Linked DNA regions of Oryza sativa: region 2 is linked to region 1. Evidence: chromatin contacts called from public ChIA-PET data. All regions are on one chromosome and are shown on one strand. Each heading gives the region's core, a stretch centred on a gene start, on an enhancer-like site or on the middle of the called end of the contact. The rest is flanking DNA. Distances are from core to core; before and after follow the strand shown. Region 1 has its middle 18 kb from the start of LOC136351745. Region 2 holds the start of KIN4A (kinesin-like protein KIN-4A).

What was found. ChIA-PET counts read pairs in DNA pulled down with a chosen protein or histone mark.
Region 2: an H3K4me3 ChIA-PET map of leaf shows a contact between it and region 1, with 7 times the contacts expected there. The contact joins the promoter of KIN4A here to the enhancer-like site in region 1. A contact is called at or near these places in 5 of 15 Hi-C or Micro-C datasets (leaf, leaf mesophyll and an unstated tissue) and 3 of 4 datasets of contacts at active chromatin or transcription factors (leaf and seedling).

Annotation. Positions count from the first base shown.
Region 1 is chr9:5,109,538-5,115,045 of ASM3414082v1, reverse strand. No RefSeq gene overlaps it. Among protein-coding and RNA genes, the nearest start is that of LOC136351745, 18 kb to the left of the region's middle. Within about 2 kb of position 3,110, at least 14 of the 15 cell types and tissues checked have open chromatin away from gene starts, as enhancers often do. A contact at or near this core is called in leaf and seedling, where this site is marked.
Region 2 is chr9:5,175,433-5,180,940 of ASM3414082v1, reverse strand. KIN4A (kinesin-like protein KIN-4A) reads right to left here and starts at 2,901. Exons shown (of 25, transcript NR_175402.1): 1 at 2,242-2,901; 2 at 990-1,136; 3 at 500-649; 4 at 164-423.

The DNA.
Region 1 (5,508 bases), core at 1,861-4,360:
TTGGTTAAGATATTTAATGGCCTATTTTATATAGAACTTAATTAAATTCTCACTTCTCTTTTTCTGACGTGAAGGCTGAGAGCGGACTATGCACCGCTTGCATCCATGCACTTCGCATGCATTTGTGGTTTCTACTTTTTGAGTTGGTCCTTTTAAAAATAAATAAACAGTATTTTAAGTGGTTATAGCTTTTAAATTATATATAATCAATTTGTGATCGATTTGAACCATTCTATGTATTTCTTTACTTAAACGATTTCAGGCGCATTGAACTATATTTCAGAGTAACAGACAAAAATTACATGTTAGTCCCAAGACCACTAATTAAAGACGATCATTAAAAATTCTCAAACTTTTTTTATGGAACTATATGTATCTTTTGACGGAAAATGATGGGGGTAAAACATGCAAATTTTTTACCGTTGGATATGCTTTAAGATCCATGCGTGGAAGAGAGAAAAAAAATCAAATGGCACATGGATACCAAGGATCACACCGGCGATCGACGCTGTACACGTGCGCAATCGATGCGCAAAACACTAGAGCATGTGTTCACTACCAAGCTTTGTAACTTTTTCTATTTTACCATAATAATTACATCTTTCTTGTACTGCAGTTACATATGAGTTACAAATATAATTCAACTGCTATTGTACGATAATTACATTTGTCAGATTTTTAGGGGGATTTTCTATCGAATGTTAGATAGGCGGTCTCTATTTCTTTTTAAATCTAAATGACAATGATAGACCGTTAGAAATATATGCAATGCCTTCCTCTCATTTGAAATATACACAATGCCTTTCTTCCAACTGTACCACCACCCCTCTCCTCACCTCCTCTTACCTCCCCTTTACTCCTTATTTTTATAGTAGTTGAGATAATAATTTTAATTTATCATAATAAATCTCAAAAAAGTAACTTTTAGGTTACCCAAACAATTATTATTCGTTCACGCCGTTATATTTATTACAATTAAATTTCTTTGTTATCTCTATTTTAATTTATAAAGAAAATAAATATTATTTTGGATAGGACCCTATGCATCATATCTAAGGGAAAAAAGAACGACAACATATATTGTAATATCATCTATCGCTGTACAAACATGCGTAACTAAATTAGCTGTACAATGGTTGAAACAAAGTTTACACCATTGCATTATTTACCATTAAATTATCAATTTATGATCTATATTGCTTGTATTTTAATTTGTAAAATAAATTATGCTTTAATTCGTATTTTGAATCTTTGCCTGAAATCCCAACGGACATGAAAATTATGAAAAACATGACAATATAAAGTATATCACTATATAACTTTAACCAGAATAAATTAAATTTATAATGACAACAAGTAACATATCCTATCTTTATCTTTAGATTTATAAATATGCTTAAAGTATCAGCACAATTTACCACCATGTATAAATTCTACATTTTGGAGACTATATTAACTCCCTAAATTATAAGTAAAAGAACATAGGAGTACATGTTTTCTCTTTGATTTCTATTAAATATGTATGGTATGTAGGTATTTTATACTAACTTTGGTTAATTATTGAACACAAATCATACTAAACTTATATTAGTGCCCGAACTAATAAGAGAATAGTAGTGCATATCATGTCATTTCCTATGTGATTTCTATTAAATATGCATGGTATGTCATATATCCTAAAATACATAATGACGAGTATAGTAGAGCAGAAAAAATTTTAGCAACTCCAAAAACAAGATATGGTAAATATTCAAAAAAATAAAAACACACGCACCATAAAAACCATAGTTCCATAGGAGCCAACACCATTGCTGTGCTATCATATTTTTTCTCATGAATTCAAGATTGTATGGTTTTAAGTAATTTTAGTTTAGAATTTATATGTTGCAAGAGTAATCAAAAGAAATCCATAGCCAACATTCAGAGTAATCCCATACAAATTATTGGCCAAAATAGACTTAGAATAGAGTTATTGAATATTTCAAGAAAAATCCACCTACATAGAATCATTATTTTAAGTTAAAACAAGTGCCCATGCATATTGGAGCCACAATCGCATGTGCGTGGGCTACCTTCCTAGTTTAGAAAATACTCCCTATGTCCCCTAATATAAGAGATTTTGACATTTTGCATGCACTGTTTGACCACTTGTCTTATTTAAAAAATTTGTACAAATATAAAAAACGAAAAGTTGTACTTAAAGTACTTTGGATAATAAAGTAAGTCACAAATAAAATAAATAATAATTTCAATTTTTTTAATAAGACAAATGATCCAACAGTGTCAGCAAAATGTCAAAATCCCTTATATTATGGGACGGAGAGTAAGTGGTATACCAAAATAAATTTCCTTGCTATATAACAATTTCAAACACTAGAATAATTTTGATTGCTATCATAATTTCAAATTAATTTGTAATATATCAAAATTTCAAACTAATTTGCAAAATTGATTAGTACTCATTCATATATATATAGACACTACTCGTACGTAGAAGAATGATGCTCATATATCTACTACATTAAAACTACACTACATTAAAAATGAAATCGTCCTCCTTTCTTCTAGCACATTTCTTATTATTTGGATCTAGTTAGCAAGGTTTACCAAACTATTTTAATTAGGGTTATCATCACTTCATGTTTAACGATAATCACGAGGTATACAATAGTTTCAAACACTGAGAAAATTACCGTTCATAAGCTGTGTTCAGTTTCTAAAATTAGGAAAAAGTTTAGGAAAAATTGGTAGTTTGAAAAAAAGTTAAAAAAAGTTGAGAATTTATGTGTGTAGAAAAGTTTTGGATGTGATATGATGTGATGTGATGGAAAGTTGAAAGTTGAGAGAAAGTTTGGTGTGAACTAAATAGGGTCCTAATAATCTACGGCCGGCGTGTTAGTAGTATAGAAGAACAACGTGGTACGTGTCACTGACCGTCATCAAGCGACAAAAGTGAAGTGCAGAGTACGTTGCTTCTGAAACTAGATCAATGATTAAAAAAAGCTGAATTATTAATGTATAGGAAAGGGACTGCAGAACACCTTTGAAGTCACAGGGCTACTGTTTGTACGGCAAGAACCAGGACCCTTTTTGTTAAGGCACAACCATCAAAATTTGGCTTGTGAGCCTGCCACATTACCATTATGGGCCGGGAATTAACATGGCACCACAATAGTACAGCCCATACTGAGATTTCAGTCTTTGCTACTGTTGCCATTAATTGGTGGCCTTCATGTGGAGACTGCAGAGGACAATATACATTAGCTCCCTCTCAGCTCAAACTTTTTTTATATATTTGTTTGATTTATATACATGGAGTAAATTTCACGAGACCTTTTATAATATGTAGTTTTACAATCAAATTGATACTTAAACATATAGTTTTGATACTACCTACATCTTAGAATATAACATTTTTTTAGAGTTAAACATTCTATTAAAAAAAGGAAAAAAAATTGGGAAATACCATCGCAAAGATACGTGAGTTGCAAAATACCATCGTACGTGAGAATGACATGTGGGGCCTAGACCCACATGTCAATGACACATACGATGGTATTTTCCAACTCCGTGATTTTTGTGATGGTACTAGGTAAATTGGCCCTTAAAAAAGTAAGTGGAATTAAATATGTAAAGGCTGTGCTAGGTTACGAGTAGAAAATTGATGGGGGAATTTGAACTGTAAAAGAATTATGATTGATTAAAAAGGGAATATGTATACGGAGAAATTATTATATTTTCAGACTGAGTGAATAGTAAAAATCATGATAGCAAGTTGACTACACTACCACACTTTAACGCTTCCCGATCGATATAAAACAAAAGATGACAGAGTTAAGTTAAGATATGTTGCAAACTTCATCGGAATAACAAGTATTCCCTCCGTCCAACAATATAAGGGATTTTGAGTTTTTAATTGCAACGTTTGACCACTCGTCTTATTCAAATTTTTTTACAAATATAAAAAACAAAAAGTTGTGCTTAAAGTACTGTAGATAATAAAATAAGTCACAAATAAAATAAATAATAATTTCAAAAAATTTTGAATAAGACGAGTGGTTAAATATTGCAAGAAAAACTCAAAATCCCTTATATTATGGGACGGAGGGAGTAGCACGTTTTTTTAGTTTGATTAGCTTATACATGTGGGCTGGAACCTACTCCTTCGGTCTCATAATAAATAAACATTGTATTATATAGGAGTCTATTGTAACTCACTGTACTGGACTACACTATATTTGTTTATTTTCTAATTTACAGTACTGCAATACACTATATTTGTTTATTTTATTTGGAACGAAGGGAGTAGCATCATATCAAGCGCCAATGAATAATGTAGGTGTCGGATCCTACATAATATCACACAGTGCAACTGCATTTTCTTCTCATGTCCTATCTAGTGATGAGGTTTTTAATTACTTCATGCGGCAGGCCACCAAACTGCCTCTGCACTTGTACTACAGCCAATTACTACACTCTTTTGCCAGCAATTCATAGTAGTATGAAATAATTATTTGCTTGTGATTTATATTAATTGGTTCCTGTGAAATTTTCCGATCCAAATGAGTATTAATTATTATATATGATTAAAGTGTAATTTTGGGAGCAAATAAGATTCGCTAAAATTATAGTTAAGATAACATTAATTATTCAGATAAATATAGACTAAGCCATATCTGTGATTAAGATGTAGAGCCTCATCGGTTTGTCCATATATATCCCCTAATAAACCAAAACGATTTATTAGGGAATAAAAAATAATTTATAGTTAAACTTTTATATTTATTCATAGCGACTTAAAAGCCAACGCTAAAAAGAAATTTTGTTGAAAATATCTTAAAATAAACTTTAAAATTAAGTCCAAAAATTGAAATTTTGGCTTTTGCTTTGGCATATTAATTAGGCCAACTGATGGGGCTCGTAGATTCAACATCGGTTTTCGTTAGCTCGTTTTTCAAGCGGTTAAATGGTATGTTTCATGCGAAAACCTTTTATATAAAAATTACTCTAAAGTATTAGAAAATTTTGATTTTAAGTTTATAATAATTAGAACTTAATTAATCATATGTGAATAACTTTCTTTGTTTTTTTTATCCTAACTATATCTTCTAGTAGAAACGAACACCATCTCAATTGATCAGCCAGCCGTTGAGGTGTCTGAAGAAAAAGGAACAAGCTAGCTAGCTACAAACAAATTTAGCAGCTGCAGACACAAATGGAAGATGCTGCATGATATATGCATTCAGCTACACAGTTGTGGCGCCAAAGAAACGGCTAGTCGATTCATCAGTAATGTCAATCAAATGTGTCAAGCAAGCATGCATGTGGGCACAGGGAATTGCAGTGGCGATATGATGGCCCAACTAAAAACAGAACGACGCTGCTGAATTTGCATTAACAGATGGTAAGCTGCCTCATTAGTTGATTAGCTATCTAATTAGTTACATCGTCGTCAATTAGTTGCACATCAACTCGTAGAAATCTTCTCACCTAATCCATGCAATCTAA
Region 2 (5,508 bases), core at 1,652-4,151, 66 kb before region 1:
ACATAGAAGCAAGAAATCATCACAAACAGCTGTATCCTGCAAAGATTGCCAGTTTCTGACCATAATGATGCTAGTTTCTTGTCATCAATTATGGTTGATCAATGGACCTGCTTCCTCCTCTAAAAAAGGTAAAGGACGAATGATTAGGATAATGTTTGCTAACCTTGATTGGTTGTTCATGTTGGTACTTCCAGTTGCACGACTCAGAGATCCTTGCTCAAGGCATGCCGTCATTTCTTTCTGGGTAGTGACATGCACTTCGGTCGATCCTGCTAACGTTATGACCCCGTTCGACGCCTCCCGGATCTGAACAGGGGGTTTACCTGGAACCGACAACTTGGTTGCATGTCCATTTCCATTCTCAAGTTTGCCAACAGCAGCAGTAGCAGGATCAAGCAAATCCCTCACCTCTTCTTTCAGAATCTATCAAGAGAACGAGCACAATTGGATTCTCTACAATCCCACAAATGTTTGATTCATCCAGGAACAGGTAATTTACCTCAATAAACGAAACGCGCAGCTGGAACTCTACTTGGTTCTTGAGCTTGTCGATCTTGTCGAACAGCGTGGCCATGGCACGCGGGATAATCCCAATGTGTGAGCCCTCCTTGCAGGCCGTCCCCATGGTGTAGGTCTTCCCTGACCCAGTCTGTAAAAAGGAAGAGATGAAACAACCACCAAATCAATCAGCATTTTTCCAATCTCTTCTCTTCTTTTCCTTTTTTTGTTCACAGAGGATGTGAAAAAACAAGAAAATGATCTAGCATCATGAGGCAGAAACAGCTGGAGAAGAAAAGCAACTAATAAGCAAGTGTGAAAAGAAAAGGAAAAGAAAAGAAAAGGGGATTAGCAGGCAGCAGCAGGAGGAGCAGGAGCAGGAGCACATGATGTGGTGCTGGCTTTTGCATCTTCCCCAACATGGTGGTCCATGGTGGCACATGGGGATGGAGATGGAAGCATATGATTGGATGGCAATGGCAATGGCGGACCTGGCCGTATGCGAGCACGGTGGCGTTGTAGCCCTGGAAGAGGCCGTCGACGAGCGGCGCCACGCACTCCTCGAACATGGCCGCCGACGGCGTGCCGGAGCTGCCGTACACATGGTCGAAGGTGAAGGAATGGCTCCCGATCTGAACCTGCAACAACAAAACCCATCAGCAACAACAAAACAAAGAAAGATATGCCCTTTTTTTTCACCCCCATCATCACCACCGCCACCACCGGTAAAAAGATTGATTTGGGAGAATGAAAGAAAGTAACTTTTCATCATCTCCCAAAGAAATGAAATTGGTGGGGAACCCAAGAAAGATCAACAAACAACAGTCTTATGGAGAGCAAACCATCTTACCAAAAGAATATGATACCTAAGCCAGATCTCATCATTCGAGTTTGTGTAATGGAGGATTAGATTAATTAAGGAACCTAATTAATCTTGCTGCGTTTTGTCTGAGAAAATGACTTAATAAATCTTGATGGAAGAAAGAAAAGGAAGGGAAGGGAAGAATCCAACAAGGATGAGTGTTGGATGGACAAAACTGGAGAAAGAAAACCTGGGTGATAATTGCGTGATGCTGACAGAATTCCAGCCCCAGATAAAAGAAAGGGTATAGCATTAGCGTCATCAACATTGGACGCAACTTCACACCAAAAAATGAGGAACATTTGGCGCTGCCGACAGTGAAAAAAATATATACAATTTTATTCTGAAGAAGAAAAAAGGAGAAGGAAGACTCTAGAGCCTCATTTAATGATGATCAAAAGGAAAAGAAAACAAAACTAAGAGAAAGGGAAAGCGAACAGATGGGCATCTCTATCATTTCATAGGGAGCTAAAACAAGGAAGCAAGCTAGATTCTCCATGAATTTTGACAAGTTTTTTTTTCTGAATTAGAGGACCAAAATTGGGGGAAACAACAAGTCCTCTTCTGAGCTCCTCTGTTCTTGTACTCAACAGAGAAAAACAGAGTCAGAGATTTTTCTTTCTTGACTTGGACAAAATATGTCTCCAATCTCTGAATTTAATTAAAAATTTCAGGTAATCTTAAAAGAACAATGCAGAGAACTTATCATATTGTTTGGATTTTCCCAGGAAATCACGTCCCCCCCAAAAAAAATAAAATAAAAGAGAAATCCAGAAACAATTGACAGGATGAGAGTCAATCTAGTCTCTCTGAATTGGGACGTATAAACAAGAAAAAAGAAGCCAAATGAGTGAGTGATAAAAAGAGAAGAGAAGGAATACCTGCGGCTTGCCGGAGACGACGGAGACGCAGTCCTTACAGCCCTGAAGCTTCTCGTCGCCGATGAGCGGGCGGACATGGACGGCCACCTTGACGCAGCAATCCTCGCCGTGCTCCATCGTCATCTTCGCCACCGACCATACAACAGCCGATGCAGCACAGAATGCGAGGCGGAGCCAATAAGGAGGATTCTGATGAAGATGAGTGAAGCAAGGATTAAAGAGGAGCCCTCTTCCTCCTCCTCCTCCTGCTGCTGCTACTGCTACTGATGCTGCCACTTCATCATGGTTTCTTGGGTTGTACTGCAATCTCGCCGTGCAGTTGCAGTTGCAGGTGGAGTTGGGATTCAGACGGATGGATGGAGATTTTGGTGAGGTGCGGTGAAGAAACTTCTCTCACCCGCAATTCTGTAACAACTTCCACCACCACCAACACACTTGTTGAATCCTCCTCGATCTAACAGCAACAGCACCAGCACCAGCAGTTGCAGCTACAAATGCTGCTCTTGATCTTTGGATCTTGCTGGCTTCTTGGGCTCTTCTTAGGAGGAGGATGGAGCGAAGGATCCGGAGATGTTTGGTGGTGGGTGGAGAAATGGAAATGGAGGAGAAGAAGAGGAAGAAGAAGAAGGAAGAGGAGGAAGAAGAGTGTGTAGGTGGGGTGTGTCTTAGTTAATCTCCTTGTCCCTTTTCTTTCTTTCTTTCTTTCTTTCTTTTTCTGCTTTTGGTGAGTGAGTGGAGTGCTTACTGCTTATACTGCTGCATTTCTTACCTTACCACCACTGCCCCTGCAACAAGGACATGGCATCTTCTTGGTTGTTAGCTACTCCTACTACTAGAGTAGCAGCATTCCCCCCCCCCCCCCTCTCTCTCTCTCTCTCTCTCTCTCTCACTCATGTTCTTTCTTTCACCTCCCATTAACTAACTAGTCCCTGCGACAGTATGTGTGCACCTGGTAAATCCTAATCACCTGATTAAAAGTGGGTTTACTACTACCAAATTATGGATAGGTACATATTGAACTCTTGGTTGGGATTTTGAGTTTTCAAGGGGAAAAAAGTCTGAAGGTAAATGCAGTGACAATATCCATGCTCATCAAGGCAATTCTAATCACCTGATTAAAGGTGGGGTTTAATACCAGATTATGGATAAGTACAAATCAATCTCTTGGTTGGAATTTTGAGTTTTCAAATAACAAATAATCTGCTGCTACTAAATGCAGCATGATAAAATCGCTGCTAAAATATCTCTCCTTTCATCCAAAGCCTTTATTGCAGCTTTACAAAAAATTTCAAGGCTGTTCAATGTAGTTAACAGAGATTTTTCCTCTTTTTCCCTTTAACATCGCTTTTTAAGTATTTTCCTTGATAAGGTGAAAGTGAAGGGTAAATTGCACTAGTGTACTAGTGCTAGAATCGCTAGAACAACTACAGTTAGAGTTAGGCTCAGCAGCATCTGATGATTCATTCACTGGGAGTGGATTGATTATTTTTTTCTATTTAGCTTACTGTTCATTTTCTTGGGTTCAGGGCCAGCCAGGAAACTGAACTGACTGCTACTGAAAGAAAGATGGACAAACACAAGATAAAACTAGGGGAAAATTAATAGGAGAAGACAAGCTACTACTATTACTAGTGCCACATTGTGTCAATTTTATACTAGTATAAGAATAATCACACTGTGTAGCAACAACAACAACAACATGGAGTAAAAACAATTAGCACTACCTGACAATTAATACTCTCAACAGCGTGTCAAGATCATTGCTCACATGTGTTTCCAATAGGAAAAAAGAAATCCGTTGAACATCTCTTACCAAAAATCTGTTGTCGACAACTGACTGAAATACAGTACTAGTACTGATACTCAAGTATACTTTCGGTAGTTCCAAAATTGCGAGTCATCATGTGTTTGCCTACCTTGTCAAATGTCACAGAATTAAACATGGATCCACAGACCAAATTAATGAGTTCTTTCTTTTTATTGACTGAGGGTGCGTTCTAGCCTGAGTTTGGCTTTTCCAACTTCCTCGTTTACCTTAAACGGTGTTTTTTTAAAAAAAAAGTTATATAGAAATTTATTTAAAAAACAAATAAAATCATTTTTCATATTTTTAATACTTAATACTAAATTAATCTTTTGCATGTTGACAATTTCTTTAGCAGAAAAGCTGAGTCAAATGGAGAATCGTCCTATGGCATGAAAATTTTTTTTTTCACGCATTCGCTCACCTCGCCCCACAACATAACTGAAGTAAAGAAGAGAAATTGCTGTGACCACTGTAGTTGGAAAGCATGGAGTGACTGAAGATGGTCACTCATGGCCATTCATGAGGGATGTGTAAAATTTTGGTTGCAAGATGGGGGATAGACATTGGATCCGGACCACTATTGTTGACCCAAAATGAAGTAACCAGCTTCAATGCAATGCAAAGAAGACCCCAATTAACATGCAGACGTCATAGGGCAGCTGAAACAATAACTTGGAAGCTAAGGTGTCAATTCGGTTGTCTATTGGCATATGGGGGATGTCAGTGGATGCGTACATATGGGGAGGTTAAAAAGATTTGGTCCAGAATTACATGGCTAGTGAGCTGATGTTAACTCGTTACCTCCACTAACAGTGACTTAATGCATTGTTTATGCAAAGCTGGTGATGCCCCTCTCACAAACCCATTATCATATTGTTTGTGAAAAGAGCTTTCTTTCTTGTCAACAAATGGATGGTAGTTAGCCAATCTCATGTGGCTTCAAGAGCAATTTATTTTCTTTCTTTCTCTGCATTCTTATTTTATTTTCTTGTTTACACATCTTCTTCTTTTTTCCCTTTTTGCTGCTAAATTATTCAAGGGCAGAATTGTTGGTGAGATCTTGCAGTAAGGGCTAATTAACTATTGCTGACCTCACTGTTTCTTTCACCTTTTTCCCCCTTGCTACTTTGCACTTTTTTACATAAAATTTTTAATGAACCTAGTCACAACCATTACTTGGCATATGAATGTGGCTTGGGGACCACAGGTTTGTGCATTTATCAATTGTCCAACTAGGCACATGTGGACACAGGAAATTTCTCGGATCATAATTTCATAAGGTTATATGTAGTCTATGGTTTACATGTTACACGACCCACTTTTTCTGCTCAACTTAATTTATATATTCCTATAATATATATTTCTCTTTTGGGTGTTGGTTTTTTCTGCCAATATAATGCATCACATTAGTTTTGGTGGAACCCGTTTTCTTTCTTAGACGATACCAATACGAAAAACAT